4 separate regions of the Mus musculus genome follow, and regions 2, 3 and 4 are each linked to region 1. A link is a contact called in public HiChIP or PLAC-seq data. All regions are on one chromosome and are shown on one strand. Each heading gives the region's core, a stretch centred on a gene start, on an enhancer-like site or on the middle of the called end of the contact. The rest is flanking DNA. Distances are from core to core; before and after follow the strand shown.

What was found. HiChIP or PLAC-seq counts read pairs in DNA pulled down with a chosen protein or histone mark.
Region 2: a contact with region 1 is called in an H3K27ac HiChIP or PLAC-seq map of embryonic stem cells, with 7 read pairs. The contact joins the promoter of Renbp here to the enhancer-like site in region 1. A contact is called at or near these places in 10 of 39 promoter capture datasets (the 3T3-L1 cell line, 3T3-L1-derived adipocytes, frontonasal cranial neural crest and 7 more), 2 of 484 Hi-C or Micro-C datasets (erythroblasts and nephron progenitors), 7 of 115 datasets of contacts at active chromatin or transcription factors (the 230-238 cell line, the SCID.adh cell line, astrocytes and 2 more) and 3 of 9 other capture datasets (adipose tissue, liver and pancreatic islet).
Region 3: an H3K27ac HiChIP or PLAC-seq map of embryonic stem cells shows a contact between it and region 1, with 7 read pairs. The contact joins the promoter of Arhgap4 here to the enhancer-like site in region 1. A contact is called at or near these places in 12 of 39 promoter capture datasets (the 3T3-L1 cell line, the C10 cell line, the HPC-7 cell line and 7 more), 4 of 484 Hi-C or Micro-C datasets (embryonic fibroblasts, erythroblasts, myocytes and 1 more), 2 of 115 datasets of contacts at active chromatin or transcription factors (both in embryonic stem cells) and 3 of 9 other capture datasets (adipose tissue, liver and pancreatic islet).
Region 4: an H3K27ac HiChIP or PLAC-seq map of embryonic stem cells shows a contact between it and region 1, with 6 read pairs. The contact joins the promoter of L1cam here to the enhancer-like site in region 1. A contact is called at or near these places in 12 of 39 promoter capture datasets (the 3T3-L1 cell line, the C10 cell line, the HPC-7 cell line and 7 more), 1 of 484 Hi-C or Micro-C datasets (embryonic fibroblasts), 1 of 115 datasets of contacts at active chromatin or transcription factors (embryonic stem cells) and 2 of 9 other capture datasets (adipose tissue and liver).

Annotation. Positions count from the first base shown.
Region 1 is chrX:73,737,215-73,741,487 of GRCm38.p6, reverse strand. Abcd1 (ATP-binding cassette, sub-family D (ALD), member 1) reads right to left here. Exons shown (of 10, transcript NM_007435.2): 9 at 4,260-4,273; 10 at 2,954-4,176. The coding sequence ends at 3,957. Among named protein-coding and RNA genes, the nearest start is that of Plxnb3, 18 kb to the left of the region's middle. Within about 2 kb of position 2,112, at least 9 of the 459 cell types and tissues checked have an H3K27ac peak or open chromatin away from gene starts, as enhancers often do. A contact at or near this core is called in embryonic stem cells, where this site is marked.
Region 2 is chrX:73,928,681-73,932,953 of GRCm38.p6, reverse strand. It overlaps Renbp (renin binding protein), which reads left to right and starts at 2,104. Exons shown (of 11, transcript NM_023132.3): 1 at 2,104-2,240; 2 at 2,437-2,546; 3 at 2,692-2,767; 4 at 2,874-2,949; 5 at 3,101-3,273; 6 at 3,614-3,838. The coding sequence starts at 2,211.
Region 3 is chrX:73,908,797-73,913,069 of GRCm38.p6, reverse strand. It overlaps Arhgap4 (Rho GTPase activating protein 4), which reads left to right and starts at 1,772. Exons shown (of 22, transcript NM_138630.2): 1 at 1,772-1,907. The coding sequence starts at 1,841.
Region 4 is chrX:73,878,731-73,883,003 of GRCm38.p6, reverse strand. L1cam (L1 cell adhesion molecule) reads left to right here and starts at 2,170. Exons shown (of 29, transcript NM_008478.3): 1 at 2,170-2,310.

The DNA of each region.
Region 1 (4,273 bases), core at 863-3,362:
TCTGCCTAGATGCTGCCATGCTTCCTGCCATGGTGATAATGGACTGAATCTCTGGAATATAAGCCAGTCCCAATTAAATGTTGTCCTTTATAAGAGTTGCCTGGGTCACGGTGTCTCTACACAGCAATGGAAACCCTAAGATAATATCTATCTATGTATCTATCTACCATCTATCATTTTCTTTCCATTATCTACTACTTATAAGTAATCTTTCCTGTATCATCTATGAATTTACTCTGTTTTTTTTTTTCTTTTTGGATTTTTGAGAAAGGGTCTAAGTTTTTGGCTCTAGTTCTCTTGGAATACAGTGGATAGCCCAAGCTGGCCTCAAACTTGTGCCAATCCTCCTGCTTCAACAACTCAAGTGCTGGGATTATAGGCCTGAGCCACCATGCCTGGCTAATTTATTATCCTACTGATCCATCACTTATTTGTCTATCTTAATAGCAATCTATGGATGTCTATCCATCTATATCCACCTACTAACTACTTGTTTTGTAGTGAAATTCCTTGTAGAGACACAAGTCTCTTTGAAGTACATGGTTTAGTGGTGTTTTGTAAATTTGCAATGTTGCACAACTATTACCTCTGTTATTCCAAAACATGTTCATCACTTCTCCCCCCACAGAACCCTTGTATTCATTAAACAATCTCTCCCCATAGCCATTCTCCCCACCCCCTCCAGCCCTGGTAACTGTTAATTTGCTTTATGTTGTTATGGATTTGTCTGTTCTGGATATTTTATTTAAATGCAATCATATAATACTTGGACCTGTGTGCTTGGCTTCTTTGTGTCAGCATGTCTTTAATGTTCTTGAATATTATAGCATGTGTTGCTGTTTCACAACCTTTTATGGTCAAATAATGTTCTATTGTATAAATATATATGTTTGTCTATCTGTTTCTGGGTACTCAGGCTTCTGTAAATATTGTATAGAATCTACACAGTAAACATCTACATAGGTTTCTGACTTGATTTTTTTGGTATGTCTTGAGGGTGGAAATACGGGCAGTGTGGGAACTCAGCTTAGCTTTATAAGAACATCCCCTCGCCGGGCATGGTGGCGCACGCCTTTTATCCCAGCACTTGGGAGGCAGAGGCAGAGGCAGAGGCAGGCAGATTTCTGAGTTCAAGGCCAGCCTGGTCTACAGAGTGAGTTCCAGGACAGCCAGGGCTATACAGAGAAACCCTGTCTTGAAAAACAAAAAACAAAAAAACAAAAACATCCCCTCTATTCCTAGCAGCAGTTGTCTGGCCTGTCTCCACCAAGTGTCCACACACAACTCCATGGCCTGCTTTAAGGTCAAAACCACTCCGGACTTGACCAGCGAAGAGTTTCGGTTCAATTTCTTTTAGAGTCTCCTACATGCTGGACCGCTCATCCCCCTCCAGGGCGGGGTAAGGATGTGTCCTGATTGCAGGGCCTTCCCAGGAATTCTCTCAGCAGAAGTGGGGTTGGTTTGTCCTTCATTGCAGCATGAACCTGAAGCGGCTGGCCTATGTGAGGCTGCTATGTGGATGTGGAAACCTTTGAAGGAAATATTCTTCCTGTCAGAAGAGAGGTGCGAAGTAGCTGCTGGTGATAAGGAACTGTGGGGAAGTTGTGGACACAGTGGGCTCACTTTTGAAAAGATGCTCAGGCCATTTTCTAGTGCTTTGTATATTGTTATATTGCCTTAATAAATCTTTTCTAAGGAAAAAAAAATCCATTGCAGAACCCAAGGCTATTCTCATTTTACCTACTCAGTGAATGAAAAGGTCAGTTTAGGGCTGGCGAGATGGCTCAGTGGTTAAGAGCACCAACTGCTCTTCCGAAGGTCCCAAGTTCAAATCCTAGCAACCACATGGTGGCTCACAACCATCCGTAACGAAATCTGATGCCCTCTTCTGGAGTATCTGAGGATAGCTACAGTGTACTTACATATAATAAATAAATGTTTAAAAAAAAAAAAAGAAAAGGTCAGTTTAGGAACTTTGGGAAGGTCATGAAAAACTTGCCCCTCCGGAAGGGAGAGGCTAATTAACATTTCTCACACAACAGTACAGGAACTGACCTGTGGGTGGGGACACATTCCACAGGAATTTTGCCCACCTTCAAACAATGGAAGTCCTTGTCACTTCATTCCCTAAAGACCAATCCGTTTAAAGGGTGCACTGTTCCACCAATCATATTGTGCCTAGTTGCTGATGCTCTATTCTGCCCCTGGAAACCTTATAAAACCGTGTGCTGGGGGTTGCCACCTCTCCTTAGAGTCTTTGATGCTTTTTGCATCCCAGCTCCACGTGGTTCACTCAGGGGATCCTCAGACTTAACGTGACCTTTTGCCTCAGTCTAGGCCTTTCCTTCCCCCTGTACTGGATATCTTTCTCTGGACATACCCCTGGGCCTTTGGATACGTTTTTCCTTCTTCCTAGAAGGTTCAGAAGCGCCAGTGCAACTCAATCCAGGAATCACTTCTTTCCTGTGGCTCTTTCAGTGCTCAATTTACCTCCTTGGCATCTCACAGGGTTTCTATAGCATTGCTTTCTGCACTCCCCTTCAGACACTTGGCAGGCTATCTTTGGCCTCAAGTACGATTTTACAGCAATGATTGTCATCTCCCTAGGGTACAAAAGGCATAACCAGAGAACACTAACTTTTTCGAGTACCATGGGGTTAGCAACTGACTAGGTTCTTACTTGGGCCCATGTTTGGGGGCAGGTCTCCTTTTCTCCCAACAACATTGTGACCTCTCCTCAGAACTTTTGTTGTTGTTGTTGCCTGTCTTTTTGAGAGAGATAGGGTCTCACTTTGCAGCCCTGGCTTTTTAAAAACTCACTACATAGATTGGGCTAGCCTTGAACTCACAGAGATCCACCTGCCTCTGCTTCCAGAGTGCTGAGATTAAAGGCACAATTATGCCTGGCTTACTCCCCAGAACTTATACCAGACACCAAGTTCAGGAGGCAGGATTGTACTTTCCAGAGGTTTTTACTGAGAGGACTGAGGGGGGTACCCCAGCTGGAGGGCTGAAGGCCCAGGAAAGGCACACAATGGCAGTAGGGTGTGTGTGTGGGGGCGTCTCCCTCTTGGTGAGGGCTGGTTTAGCAGACACAGCACCTCCTGTGACCCCTCTTTGGCACTGAGCTGGGAACATGGTGCCCTCACTTCTGCCTAGCTGGCAGAGGGCACCCCCAGTGGCAACTGGCAGTATAGGCTGGTGAAGGGCCAGGTTTGGCACCAGAGACTGGGTAGATTGAAGGGACCACCCAGTCACCTCCTGTGCTGGCAGGGTACTCATGTTGGCAATTTAGACAACTATAAACTGGGAGTCCAATAAATTAGGTTGTAGAGGTGGAGGAGTGGGAGGGCCAGGGCTATATTCTCTTCATGGCTCAGGAGGAACTCTGTCCTTCTTGGGTAACCATGGGGAAGGGCACACTTTGGGCCCTGTCTAATCCTGGGCCCCATTAGGCTGTTTTCATGGCAGGGGGTATCCTGTGGGACAGGGGCATTGGCTGGTCACACAAGGGGATGGCAACAAAGGGATGGATCAAAACAATGACAAGGATTTGGGTTTCGGCAGGGATGTAACCCACAACTACCAGGGTTGCCACACATTCTGGCTGCTGGCAGTAAGGGAGGCAGCTCCTGCTTACTTCCTATGGCTCAGCCATACTGGTATAGAGTCAGGACTGGGGACTTCCAAACCCTCCATCCCTCCCCAGGGAAAAGTAAAAGACACACTGCCCTGAACAGGGCAGAGTTCCTGGAGCAGAACCCAGAGTGAAGGTGGAATGCAGTGTGTCCCCATTCATATCTACCTGTCCCAGAGTGGGGTCTTCAGGGAATGCAGGTAATTGGCTAGGAGGCTTGGGAGGGGTAAGGCATGCAGGGCAATGGGGGAGGGGAGGAGCTTCCTTCATGTGATCCGAGAGCCTGGAGAAGGGTGGGAGCTGGGGATAAGGTCCCCAGTCAAGTGGGGACTCCTGGGACCAGGGGTTGAACTGGAGCTGCAGCTTCGCCAAGGATCTGGCGGAGCTCCTGAAGGCGCCCCTGCATCTTGGGGATGCCCGCCAGTTGCTGCTCCAGGCGCTGCTTCTCTTCAGTCAGGCTCAGGCGGGCAGCAGAATCCAGCTTCTCAAACTTCCAGCCTCCTTCCCCATCAAACTGCAGCAAGTGTGTGTGGTACTTCCTGAACAGGAGAGGGTAGAAAGCTGTCATAGCTGCTTTCTCACTTCAGGTGGCAGCCTCACCCACAATTCCAAGAGCACCTACCATAGGGAGGGTCG
Region 2 (4,273 bases), core at 855-3,354, 190 kb before region 1:
AAGTAAAGAGTATACTGCTCTTGCAAAGGACCAGAGTTCAGTCCTCAAGCTTCTTCATTGAGCAGCTCCAGGAGGATTCAATGCCTCTGGCCTCCATGGACAACCCACCCACACAGACACATGCGTACATGCATATAATTAATATAATTAAAAATATTTTAAAGGAATATATCAGAAGTGCTTTGGTGCAGCTTGAAGCTGGATGTGATGCAACACACTTGTAGTCCCAGCCCTGAGAGGTGAACGCAAAGGAGCAGGAGTTCAAAACCATTCTTGGTTAATAGAGTTCAAGGTATCCTGTGATACATGAGACCCTATTGCAAACAAACTAGCAAACTGAGCTCCTGGGGAGAAAGGCATCATAGCTTTGCATCACCCTATTCCCATGAGACTCAGGGCCAGGGAACCACCCATTCTATCATACCAATGCTCTTAACTTGGCTGAGCTTGAAAGGGATGATATGTGTGTAAGAGAAGCTGGGAGACAATGAAGATGGATAAATACAGCTTAAATAACAGCATGCAAGCTTTCCTGGATACAGAGCCAAGGTCCCTGGGCATGACCTAGGCTAAGGGTAAAGATGAACAGAGCAGCTTCAGCAGATACTTAACAGACACTGAGATCAGGCTTATTCCTAAACACCATAAAGATGAAGTGTTTCAGGATGAAAGAGCCATTCTACAACCTGCAGAGCCACCCAGTAGCCATAACCTGGAAAGTAGCAGTCATTGCGAAATGAGTCAACACACAGCTGGGAAGGGGCAGGTAGCACAAGAACATAACCATATCTAGAAACTGAATTCTTTTTACTGACCAACTCCCAAAGCAGCATTGATGAGTCAGGAAGTCTAGTTACTTTACACTCCTGGGTTGCAGTCCATCATTAAGAACATGTTCAAGGAACTGGAGTGATGACTCAGCAGTTAAGTGCACTGTCTGTTCTTCCAGAGGCCCCAGGTTCCATTTCCAGAACCCACGTGGAGACTCACAACCAGCTGTAAGTCCAGGTCCAGAGGATCCAATACCCTCTTTTGGCCTCTAAGGATACTGCATGCATGTGGTGCACAGACATACATAGAGGCAAAAGCAAAAGCAAACAAAAAATAAACCACCACCACCAACAACAACAACAAAACACTGAAACATAAAATAAAATGACAAAAGAAAATGCAGGCAGTGGTGGCTCACGCCTTTAATCCCAGCACTTGGGAGGCAGAGGCAGGCAGATTTCTGAGTTCGAGGCCAGCCTGGTCCCCAGAGTGAGTTCCAGGACAGCCAGGGCTACACAGAGAAACCCTGTCTCGAAAAAACAAACAAACAAATAAAAAAAGACAAAAGAAGGGCTGGTGAGATGGCTCAGTGGGTAAGAGCACCAGACTGCTCTTCTGAAGGTCCGAAGTTCAAATCCCAGCAACCACATGGTGGCTCACAACCATCCGTAATGAGATCTGACGCCCTCTTCTGGAGTGTCTGAAGACAGCTACAGTGTACTTACATATAATAAATAATAAATAAATCTTAAAAAATGTTTTAAAAAAAAGACAAAAGAAAATCAGAACAAGTACCTCTGGCATTCTGGTTGAAATTCTCACTCCACAGAATTCTGCTGAGCAATGAGGGTGCCCAGTGGGTAGCAAGAATGGGGAACAGATTAACCAGCCTGTCACAGAGCCAACCTATACTGTGTACCTAGGAGGAAGGGCCAGAGAGCTGGAGGATGCCCACTCTACTCTGCATGGTTATCACCTGTTTTTCCAGAATCATCCTTGGGGGTGAAGTATCCAGCAACTGGCAACCAGGGCTAATGGTTGTAAATTACTGGACTCAGACAGCTGAAGCTAAAGGAAAGGGCTTGCCGACAATATGGGGTCACAGGGTCTCAGGATTCAGTCATTCCAGGGGCACCCTAACTTCACAATCTGTTGAGATCACCAGCCTCAGCTGCCAGGCCCAGATTCAGTCTCCTACCTACTCCCTCCTCATAAGGCCAGACTTCCTCACCCAGTTCCCACCAGGGGGATCTAGAGCTTGACTGCTCAGTCCAGGCCTAGAAGAGCAGAAGGCGGGGTTTGAAACCCCGCCCTTCGTCCCGCCCCCAACTCGGGGCCCTTCGGAACTCTGAAGAGGATCAGGTGGGTGGGACACTGCTCGGTCAGCTGAGTGATAGTCACGGGATCGCGACCAAGTCTGAATTCCTGGAGGAAAGCAGATGATGGACCTAGGACTCCTAATGTTACAGGTATGTGGTAGTGGATGGTTCCAACTAATGGTGGGGTCAGAAGCCCATTGAAGAGGTGGGAGTACTGTATCCTTGGCTCGAGGCCCTGTGGTGGTGGGGTGGAATCAAGTAGCTCTGGGGCCTACTCGAGTTGGTTCAGGAAGTCCCTGTGAAGGAAGAGCTGTGCTTCCCTGCTCTGCCCTGATTCACTTCACAGGACATGGAGAAGGAACGGGAGACACTGCAGGTCTGGAAGAAGCGTGTGGAACAAGAGCTTGATCGTGTGATCGCTTTCTGGATGGAGCATTCCCATGACCAGGAACACGGGTTAGCTATCCTGCCATGATCCTCCTAGGGCCCCCCTCCCCCTATCTCACTTGGAGGTGACACACAGATCTACTGACCTGAGGAGAGTAGTGAAGCTATGGAGAACGGCTCTTTCCTTCACTTTCTGACAACACTTGTCTCACAGGGGCTTCTTCACATGTCTTGGCCGTGATGGGAAGGTATATGATCACCTCAAATATGTTTGGCTGCAGGGGAGGCAGGTCAGTTTGCACACTTAAGGTGTTCACACAACAATAGGGTATACCCAGGGATACTTAGGATTCCCTCCACCCCAGCTACTCCTCTCTAAACTGTGTTCCCTCACAGGTATGGATGTATTGTCGCTTATACCGCAGTTTTGAGCGCTTCCGCCGTGTTGAGCTTCTGGATGCAGCAAGAGCAGGTCCCCTCTCCTAGCCCTATCTCCCCAGGGGCTTCAGTGGGTTATGTATTCAATGTATCTAAAGGGCTCTAGAAGAGGAAAGGGACTGGCAGGTTCCAAGAGGCAGTATATTCAGAGTCCTTACCTACCATGCATACTTTCCAACCACCAGGTGGTGAATTTTTGCTGCGTTATGCCCGGGTGGCACCACCTGGCAAGAAATGTGCTTTTGTGCTGACTCGGGATGGCCGGCCAGTGAAGGTGCAGCGGACCATTTTCAGCGAGTGCTTCTACACCATGGCCATGAATGAACTGTGGAAAGTAACGGGGGAAGTGCGTTATCAGGTATGTAGGAGCCTGTAGGGGATCACAGGCTGTTGGACATGAGTGTACTCTAATGACAGGCCTGGGAACCTGCCACAAGACCCATTTACTCGTTTCCTACCATTTTGTGACCACATGTTTCCTCAGCGCTCTCTAACCCTAACCCTAAAGGGACCCTGGGCAAACAGTGCCCTGTGTCCAGGTAGAAAAGGTTTTCGCTTTCTTCACTGGGCCCTTCTGCCTGAGAGTGACCTGAATCCCAGAGTCCCCGAAAATAGTATTGGGAGAAGAAGCTGAGCCCTGAGTCCTTGGGGGAAGAAGTATGTGCTGGGACAGGGCAGCCTCTCTGGTCTCCTCACAGAGTGAAGCCATAGAGATGATGGATCAGATCATCCACTGGGTACGGGAGGACCCGGCTGGGTTGGGCCGGCCTCAGCTCTCAGGGGCACTGGCCACAGAGCCCATGGCAGTGCCCATGATGCTGCTCAGCCTGGTGGAGCAGCTTGGAGAAGAAGATGAGGAGCTGACCAACATGTATGCAGAACTAGGGGACTGGTGTGTCCACAGGATTCTTCAGCATGTCCAGGTAGGCACAACCCAGGGTCCTCAGGAAGGTGGAGCCCAGCTTGCTGAGGGCGGAAATGGGTGTGTCCTAAGACAGAAGAGGCCAGAGCAACAGACACATTCTGAGCTATGGAAAGGAGGTCTTGATCTATGTTCTTCCCTTTGATGCCTCTGTGGCATCAAACTCAGTCTTGCCTGTCTCCTCATTCAGGGTTTTACCCTCTTCACTTGAGAGACCCAGACCTAAGCAAGAAGGATCAGAACCTACTGGGTTCATGGGAGACAATCAGCCATTCCAAAAATGTTCTGGAGCAGGGCGTGGTACACATATCTGTAATTCCAGAACTCTGGAGGTGGAAACAGGAGAATTTAGAGTTCAAGGTCAGCCTTGCTTGTATAGTTTGAGACCAGCCTGGGCTACCAAGACTATGTCAAAACATACAACCAAAAATGCCCC
Region 3 (4,273 bases), core at 523-3,022, 170 kb before region 1:
ATGTCCTGACAAAGCAAGTTCATAAGGATGGATGTTCATTCATGTGCTATGAGAACGATACAGGCTTGCTTACCTTGGTGGAAGATTCCAACATTGCTACTTCTGAGACCAGCTTCTGGAAGTCCAGGACTTGGGCTTGCCAACATTTAGCTAGCTTCTAGACCATTTCTTCAAGGTTCTGTGAGCACCAACAGCATCTTAGAGAAGGGCTTTGGTATTGGGAGCAAATGGAGATCAAGAACAAGATTGAACTTGGGAGGCAGAGGCAGGTGGATTTCTGAGTTCGAGGCCAAACTGGTCTACAGAGTGAGTTCTAGGACAGCCAGGGCTACACAGAGAAACCCTGTCTCGAAAAACCAAAAAAAAAAAAACCAAAAACGAAACAACAACAACAAAAAAAAACCAAGATTGAAGCTGGTGAGATGGCTCAGTGATAAGAGCTTTGACTGCTCTTCCAAAGGTCTTGAGTTCAAATCCCAGCAACCACGTGGTGGCTCATAACCATCAGTGATGTGATCTGATGCCCTCTTCTGGTGTGTCGAAGACAGCTACAGTGTACTCACATATAACAATAAATAAATCTTAAAAAAAAAAAAAAAAGATTGAACACAGTTGAAAGTCCAGAACAGTCTTCCCTCCTGCCAAATCTCCATGTCAGGCTTACAAGTGCTCACATGCACTTTGACATCCATGCATGTAAGTACAGGTGTGGATGCCCTTGTATTAGTACCTTCAAGCATGTTTTGTAAGTTATCTTGCCTATCGCCCACAGTCTGTATACCCCAGGGCTTTCTCTCCAATGAACTAAAGACAGATGGCTTGTCACCTGCCTCCTGCCTTCCTAATTGACTAGAAGAGCCTGCTGTGGTTGTGCACATATGCAATCCTAGCCCTTGGGACAGAGGCAGAGTTTGAGTCCAGCCTGGATTGTGTAAAGCCAACCAGGGCTACAAAGTGAAGCCTTGTGAATGAGACAAAACAAAACATGACAAATTAATAAGTAGATCTTGCCTTATGACTTAGAGTTGATGGGGGTGAATAAAATCACCATCATCCTTGGATAAAGGAGGCAGTAGGAGTTGTTTCTAGGCTGGTTCAAAGCCCCCACTGGTATAGGTCCCTACAGGTGCAAGATGGAAGGGAAAAGAGACAAAAATAATCTCTTCCGGCAGCAGGAAGTGGTAACTACCTATGGGGAAATGAGGCTAGTTCTTTCCTTTGGGGCTGAGTAGAAGGGGAACTGTAGCTGAACCCCGCTCCCTCCCCCTCAGGGGGCCCAGGGAGAGCATAAGCCTACAACTTCCCATTCAGCTGTCTGAACTCCCATAGGCCTCACTATGGGCTATGACTCTGGAAGGAGGGTGGCATCTGATGTCCAGGAAGGCTTCAGAGGCAGACCACCTAGGAGCCTGGAGCAGCTATGGTGCCATTGTCCATTAGTATTGAGGGCTAGTGGCCATAGGGGTGTTGTCTGACAATGGGAACCACAGATAGGTTTCTGCAGATAATGAGGAACAGCAGCAGGTGGTCCCAGACATGTTGAGGTTGTCTTGCATTGCTGCTTTATGTTGACTCTTTGGGCTCAAGGTATCTAGGTAGAGGAGCAACTTGTCTCAAGAGAGATGAGCCTGAAAAGGGGTGCCTAGACTTTCAGAGGCCCACCCGGGCAGTGCCAGGTCCAAGTCGCCCCGCCCCTCCGGGGACTGTGCTGGGGGCGGGGCTGGCGGGGCGGGGCCCGCGGAGGGTGCTGGCCTTGGCGCCCCTAGTCCCTGCACTTGGCGGTCTCGCCTCGCTTCCGCGTGGGAGCATTGGGACTCGAAGTCGCGAACGGCCTTGGGCCATGGCGGCGCACGGGAAGTTGCGGCGGGAGCGGGGGCTACAACCTGAGTATGACGCACAGGTCAAAGGTGAGAGGGTGCTTTAGTCCTGGTTTACAGGGGAGACCCCAAGTGTCCGCTGCTGATCTCAGGGGTGCCTGGAGCAGGGTGGAGAAGGGAGTCCAAGCCCTGCTTCTTGAAGCCTCTTTGGCCTCAACTGCCTGCCCAAGCCCTCCCTCTCGCCTCCTTAGCCAACTTGGGTCGCCTGTTGCTCACTCAGGCAGCAATGACTGTGGTAGCCCGAGGGAAGGACAGACTGAGAGGGTGGCTTTCTAGTTGGAGTATAATGGGCCACTTTGACTTTGTTGGTAGCCTGACACCTCACTCTTAACACCACTAGAATCTATGAATTCTTAGCACCTTCACCTCCCTTTGGCACTGTATTAGCTTGCAGGTTTAGGGTGGTTGGTCTTGGGTCAAGCTAGGAGACTGAATATGGGTTAGAGAAATTCAACTGGGATGGCTTTACAGCCTTAGGCTATTAGACCTCTGGATTTGGGCAAACACTTCTATGCAAATCACATGCAAATGAGCTTTGTGAGTTCTTTGCTGACAGCTTCATTTCTTCAGGGTGTGGTAGGTAACTCTTTCACAGGAAAGGAGGCAGTGTCTAACCTCCCTCACCCCCACCCCCACCCCCACTTGCTTGTTGCTTCCAGATATCTTGGCTCTCTTCCTATTTCCAAAGACTTTGGATACAAACACAGTGACTTACCTGTCACAGAGCACAATGGCTCATAAGAGAAGAAATAATATGATCCTTGGAGTTTTCCAACCTGTAGATGAAATTCCAATGTACTTATTTGGTGCAAGCAACTTATAACAAAGTGTATCTTCATGATGTGTTGCTGTTATAGTGGAGAGCATAACTGCCTTTGAAAGTTTGACCCAGACCTCCTCATCTTGGTGTCCAGAGGCAGCTTGAGGTGATTGCAGAGGGTGAGCCAGCAGATGGAGACAATGATTCCATCCTACTTCCTCAAAATGTCCTGAAGCCTAAGGACCTTGAAATGTCTTCAGTCAGCAAACACAGGCCGGTTAGTTCCCATCAAGAGAAATTGGAGTTTGGCCCTAGAATATCTTTTAAATGGCCCTTGCTCACTCAGGGTGTTCAGCCTTTGTGGCTATTATTTCTCACCAGCCTCCCTCAAAAGAAAGTCTTCCAATCATGCTGGAACAGGGGCACTGTTTTGGCACTCTAATTTCTAAAAGGTCGCATAGTCGTGGTTTGGAGGACAATGCATTCTGCTTTGCTGGTCAGCAGAAGTGAGAGTGAATGCCTGGCTCACAGGAAGTGCTAGGGGGCCTGGGTCCCAGCTTTGCAATGCAAATATGCAGGATTTCTCACTCTTTTTTGTCAACTGTTTGTTTGTTTGTTTGTGTGAGTAGGATTGGAGCTTGGTATGTACAGCAGGATAGTATTGAACTCATTATTTTATTCAGGCTGGCCTGGAACTTGCAACATCCCCTGCCTCAAACTTCCAGGGCTAGGAATGACAAGCATATGCCATCACACCCAGATTTTTTTTTTTTACTACATCTATTTTGCTGCAGCCTCTGTGACTCCCTTATTGTATATGAGAGAAGCAGTCCTTGCCCTTCTGAGGTTCACAGGTCTGAGGAGAGAAAAGCAGTAAACAACCAAGTGCACAGCTGATTTCATGTATGATAATAGCCACTACAAAGGACAACCAAGGTCCCAAGAGCACACTGGGGCTAGACAAGGGCCAGAGCTTGGTTGGGGATCAGGGTTTTTTGAGCTGAGATCTGAAAGCTCTGCTACAACCTGGAGTCTTGGAACAGCAGTTTCCTGCCTTCTGTGGACCTCAGATGCAGTTGGCTTGTAATCTATAGCTCTTTGACAGCAGCTGGTGTGCATGTTCGGAAGCAGAACTGCTATTGCTGTTACTGGAGAATCCACACAATAGTGTGATCTGCTGGTGCACTCAGCATTGTGCAGCTCTAATAGGTCCCTCCATGAGTAGCAAGCACATCCCTTCTGGAACACAGGACAGGCACTGTAAGGAAGGGCCTGTTGGGTCCTCTTGGGACCCTACTTGAACTTTAATTGCCATTCTTTAAACCCTGTTATTCTCATTTAGTGGAGATTTCCCCGATAGAAGTCAGCACTCATCCTAGCGAGTGGCTGGCACAGCCCACTTCAGAGACAGGAGACTGGTGGCAGTAACACTTGGTATTGTGGGCTCTGCTTTGCATTGGCTTCGGTGTTAGGAGTTTCCATACATACACACCAGTTCCCATCTGCCTAACTTGTACCCTTAATGGAAAATTAGCAATTTCAATGACCTGGTTAAAGGTGATCCCCAAAATCCACCCCCAAGGGAGTCCAGTGGGTGGTATAAAAGGCTGATGAGTGGGCCGTGCATGCAGCTGGA
Region 4 (4,273 bases), core at 921-3,420, 140 kb before region 1:
TCCTGAAACAATTGTGTCTCAAAAGGGTCAACTTCACTACAAGTTCAATTTCATGGCTGGTTTTTGTGTTTTGTCTTTTGAGAGCCTCGCACTGACCCATTAGCCCTATTCCTGAAGCTGATTATTTTATTTATTTATTTTTTTCTTTTTGCAGCAGGTTCTTACAGTGTATCCCACACTGTCCTGGAACTCACTAAACCAATTTGGTGTCAAACTTAAGGTCCTCCTGTTTTGCCTCTCAGTGCCAAAATTATAGGTATGTACCATGATGCCAAGCAATTGGATTTTTACTTTTTAATTGATTTTTTTTGGTGTTTTGTTTTGTTTTGTTTTGTTTTGTTTTGTTTTGTTTTGTTTTTCGAGACAGGGTTTCTCTGTATTACAGCCCTGGCTGGCCTGGAACTCACGTTGTAAACCAGACTGGCCTCAAACTTACAAGATATCTGCTTGCTTTTGCCTCCCAAGTGCTGACACTTAAAAGACAAAGATTTTTGAGAGATGAAATAAAACTTGTGTCTAGGCTTCGCAAACAGAGCTAGACATAGTGAACACCTATAATCCTAGCACTCAGCAGGATGAGACAGGGGCATGTAGGTTTAAAATGAAACTGAGCCACAAAGTAAGTTCCAGAACAGCATCAACCCTAGACTAGGTCCAGTTGGGGTGCAGTCTGGGAGTAAGGCAGTGAAGAGAGCAGCTGGAGAGGAGAGGCCAATTTTGTGGCCTATCGCTCTTACATCAGTGCAGTCATGAAACTGATCTCAGTTCAGTGCCTCATGGAAAATACCATTCTCTGCCCAGCTAAAAAGGCCCCTGGCTTCGTGACCTAGCTGCCTGGCTCAGTCTCCTCTGCTGTCTCCTGGAGATTTGAACCAGTGAAGCTTCATGAGTACGGTCCGCAGCTTCATTCTGAATCCATCTGAGCCAAGTGGCAGGCCTGTAGAAGGAGTAGTGGCCTCTGAGCTCTTTGCTTAAGCCTCCACTTCATTCAGATGACTCTTCCTAAAGACTCCATGGTACACTTTGGATGTCTGGAAAGACATCCAGACTTTCACAGAGTGCTAGCAGGCATCCCCAAGTTTTTCTTTCATGGGAAGGAAGCTGGCAGGAGGTGATCATATGAGAAGGGAAACCAGGCCAGAGTGCCAAAAGTGTTTTCATGGGATCAGGGCATTGCACCACTGGGGGAGTGTTGGCAGGCTGAGCAGAGGACCTACAGAATGCTTCACTGAGTAACAGGCATGCTCATAAAAATACCATACCTACCAGGGCTGCAATCTGCCATCTGGGCCCTAGGCCTTCCTTGCCCTGCAGCTTCAGCTAGCTGGACTCACTTTGGAATTCCAGCCCCCTCTGCTTCGCCTCGCTTGGGAGGTCACAGCCCTAAGCCTGGGAGGGGGCGCCACTGGGAAAATCTCCTTTCCATAAGCTTTCCCCATAGGGCTGTAAGCGAGAGTAGGTCGACCAGGAAAGGTCAGAAAGAGGCCAATCCCGAGGACAAAGAAATAAGGCACTGAGCAGGAGGGAAGTGGGAGGAAGATCAGAAGTAGGGGGTTTCAGGTTGAAGGGCGCTCTCTCTGAGAACTTTCCCTTCTAGCCTAATCTGGGACCTAGTGTTTAGGAGGGACTGTATGGTGTGCCTCGCCACACCTCCTTCGCAGGCTGGGGACTCAGGTTCAGGCGTACATCCCTGAAGAGCCCTGGCTTAGCGTCGTGGCTGGGCAGGGGTTCCAAGAGGCGCTCTGCCCTGAGAGTGCGGATACATTCAAACACATGACCAGGGCGCGGCCCGGACCTAATGGTATATGAATGCCCATTACTAGCCAGAGCCCTCGAAGGCCAAGTGGAGGCGAGGTAATCTGGTTCCCAGTCTGGATCCTCTCCCCACTGTCCAGCCCCGAGATCCCGAGAATACTTCTGCAAATGACTTCCAATATAAGCCTCAAGGGCGGCGGGGATCCTTGATAGTGAGGTTGGGGGTCACTCTCATCTCGGGGATACTGGGACTGCTGGAGCTCCTGAAGAGGACCCCCCCCCCCCACGAGGTCCCTATCACGCGCGGGGCTCTGCGGCCAGGTTCAGATGAAACAAGGAACGAGGGTGTGGCGAGGCGGGGCCTGCTGCGGGGGAGGTGATCTCACTACCTCCCCCTCCCTCTTCCTCCCCCACTTCCCCGCGCACGCTGCCCCGCCCGCCGCCGCCGCCGCCGCAGCAGCAGCAGCAGCAACATCGCGTCGGCAGCGGCATCGCTGGGTGGCAGGTCCGAGGTCGGCGTGCACAGAGACTGAGCTGGCAACCTGATCGGCGCAGGTAAGGTGGGCTGGTTTGTCCCCTTGACCGCAGCAGCGACCATCTACGTTCCAGACCCAGCCCGCCTCAGGCTCAGAGGGAGTGGGTTTCGTGCCTCCTCGGTAGGAAGGCTGGAGCCCCACCCATGCATGCTAGGCACCGAGCTCTGAGCCCTGCGATCTGGAATGGGGTTGGAGAAAGTGGCTAGGTGCCAGAGCTCGACAGGTGAGGGGTAACTGGGCGGCTCCCCAAATGCATGCTTAGGGAGGGGCACAGGAGTGGTCAGGCAGGTTCTGTATGGGCAAGTGGAGCTGAAGTTGGCATATCCCTGTGGGTGTATGCGTGTGAGGAAGGAAATGTGAACCCAGCAGAACGTCCATCTAACCCAGTCGACCGCTGTGGGGTGTGGCTCTGGGCGTGGCTGTTCCTCATCCCCATCTAAAGTCCTGATTGCGGCTGGGGTGGGGGAGAAGCCAGTGTCTAGCATGGTGTGGGGGAGATTGAGCGAAGCTCCTCCGGTAATGGGAGGAGGAGAAGGATCAGGGATGGATGGGCGCTGCCTGCCCCTCCACCCCAAAGTGGGGAGGGGGCTTTGTTCTTCACCTCCTCCTTTCCAAATTCCCTCCGGGGATCCCCTCAAATGCACTGCAAAACCAGTCTCCTCTCAGGCACAGAACCTCCCTTAGGTTCTTTGGCCAATAAAGACTACACTAAGAGAGATGGTTTTGGGCACTCACTGATGTGCCTGTGGATGCACATGGGTGTGGACCATGGGTCCATCAGGTAAAAATAAGGGAAGAAGGGCCTCATTGGCTTAGGACAAGGGACTTCTGGAAGCAAGGTGCCTGGGACTCTTTCTGTAGAGACTGGAGCGATTTTAGACATTGTTTTATACTCTGTTTAATTATGGGAGGAGGGACGTTTCCATACCTTATTCCCTTCTATCTGGTTCAGAGTTTTAGGGTGTTGATTGATAGGAAATGAAAAGAATAACAGATATAGCCCACTGCTCCTCCTGATCTAGTGTCTATAACCCCTATCCATCTGTCTCAGGGAGGCAGGACCACCATCTGTCTGGGGGCCTGGCACCCCTTTCAGGTAGATGTCTTGATCCTGATTAATGCAACTCCAGTGGTAGCGGTTACTAGCAGCCCAGTGTTGTCTTTGCTGACTCACATGGCCCTTGTGGTGAATAGATCCAGCAGCCTTTCTTCCCACCTTTATGGTCCTTTAGTAGGGTGGCTAGGGTGGGGCTTGCCCAAGGCCTCAGCTCTGATGGACCCCTTGCTGCAGATGGTGGGACTTGACAACCCTAGCTTCTTACCTAGCCCAACATCTACGCAGCACTGTATATACTTGCTTACCATTCAGGCACTAATCCTTCAGTCACCCTCAAGGGTCTGTGGCCACATGGCGAATTGGTGACAGGGCTGGGACTGGGAACTCCCCACTTCTCTGCCTCCTTGCTGTATTCCAAAGTCTGTCATTCTCTATTATTTTTTGTGTGTACAATCCCCAAAGCAATATATCTTGATATTTTGTTATAGTACATTTGAAAAACACAGGAGCAACTTACTGAAATACATTTGAAATAGAGAACAAAAGAAATTAGGAATTGCCTGTGATCTGATTACCAAGGAGGGGGAAACACATTTGACATTCATCACAGCACAGCACTCCTGGATAGCTACTACCTACTCCCAAGAGACTCCTCCCCCAGTGCCCAGCCTCTAGCCTTCTGCAAAGCACCATGCACAGGCATGGGGGCTGTTCACAGAATGACTGCCCAGGGACTGAGTATCCATGAGTGGGTAGCCATTTGCTAGATAGATTTTCACTGCTGAGTGCTTGCTTGGGCCAGAATGCACATGTAAGTAACCAGTCACCAATACCATCCTTGTCCTTTTGAAATACAGATTTCCCGTTTATTTCCTTCATGATAATTTGAAGAGAAAAAAGAAGACAGTGAAGGAAGGCTAGCAGA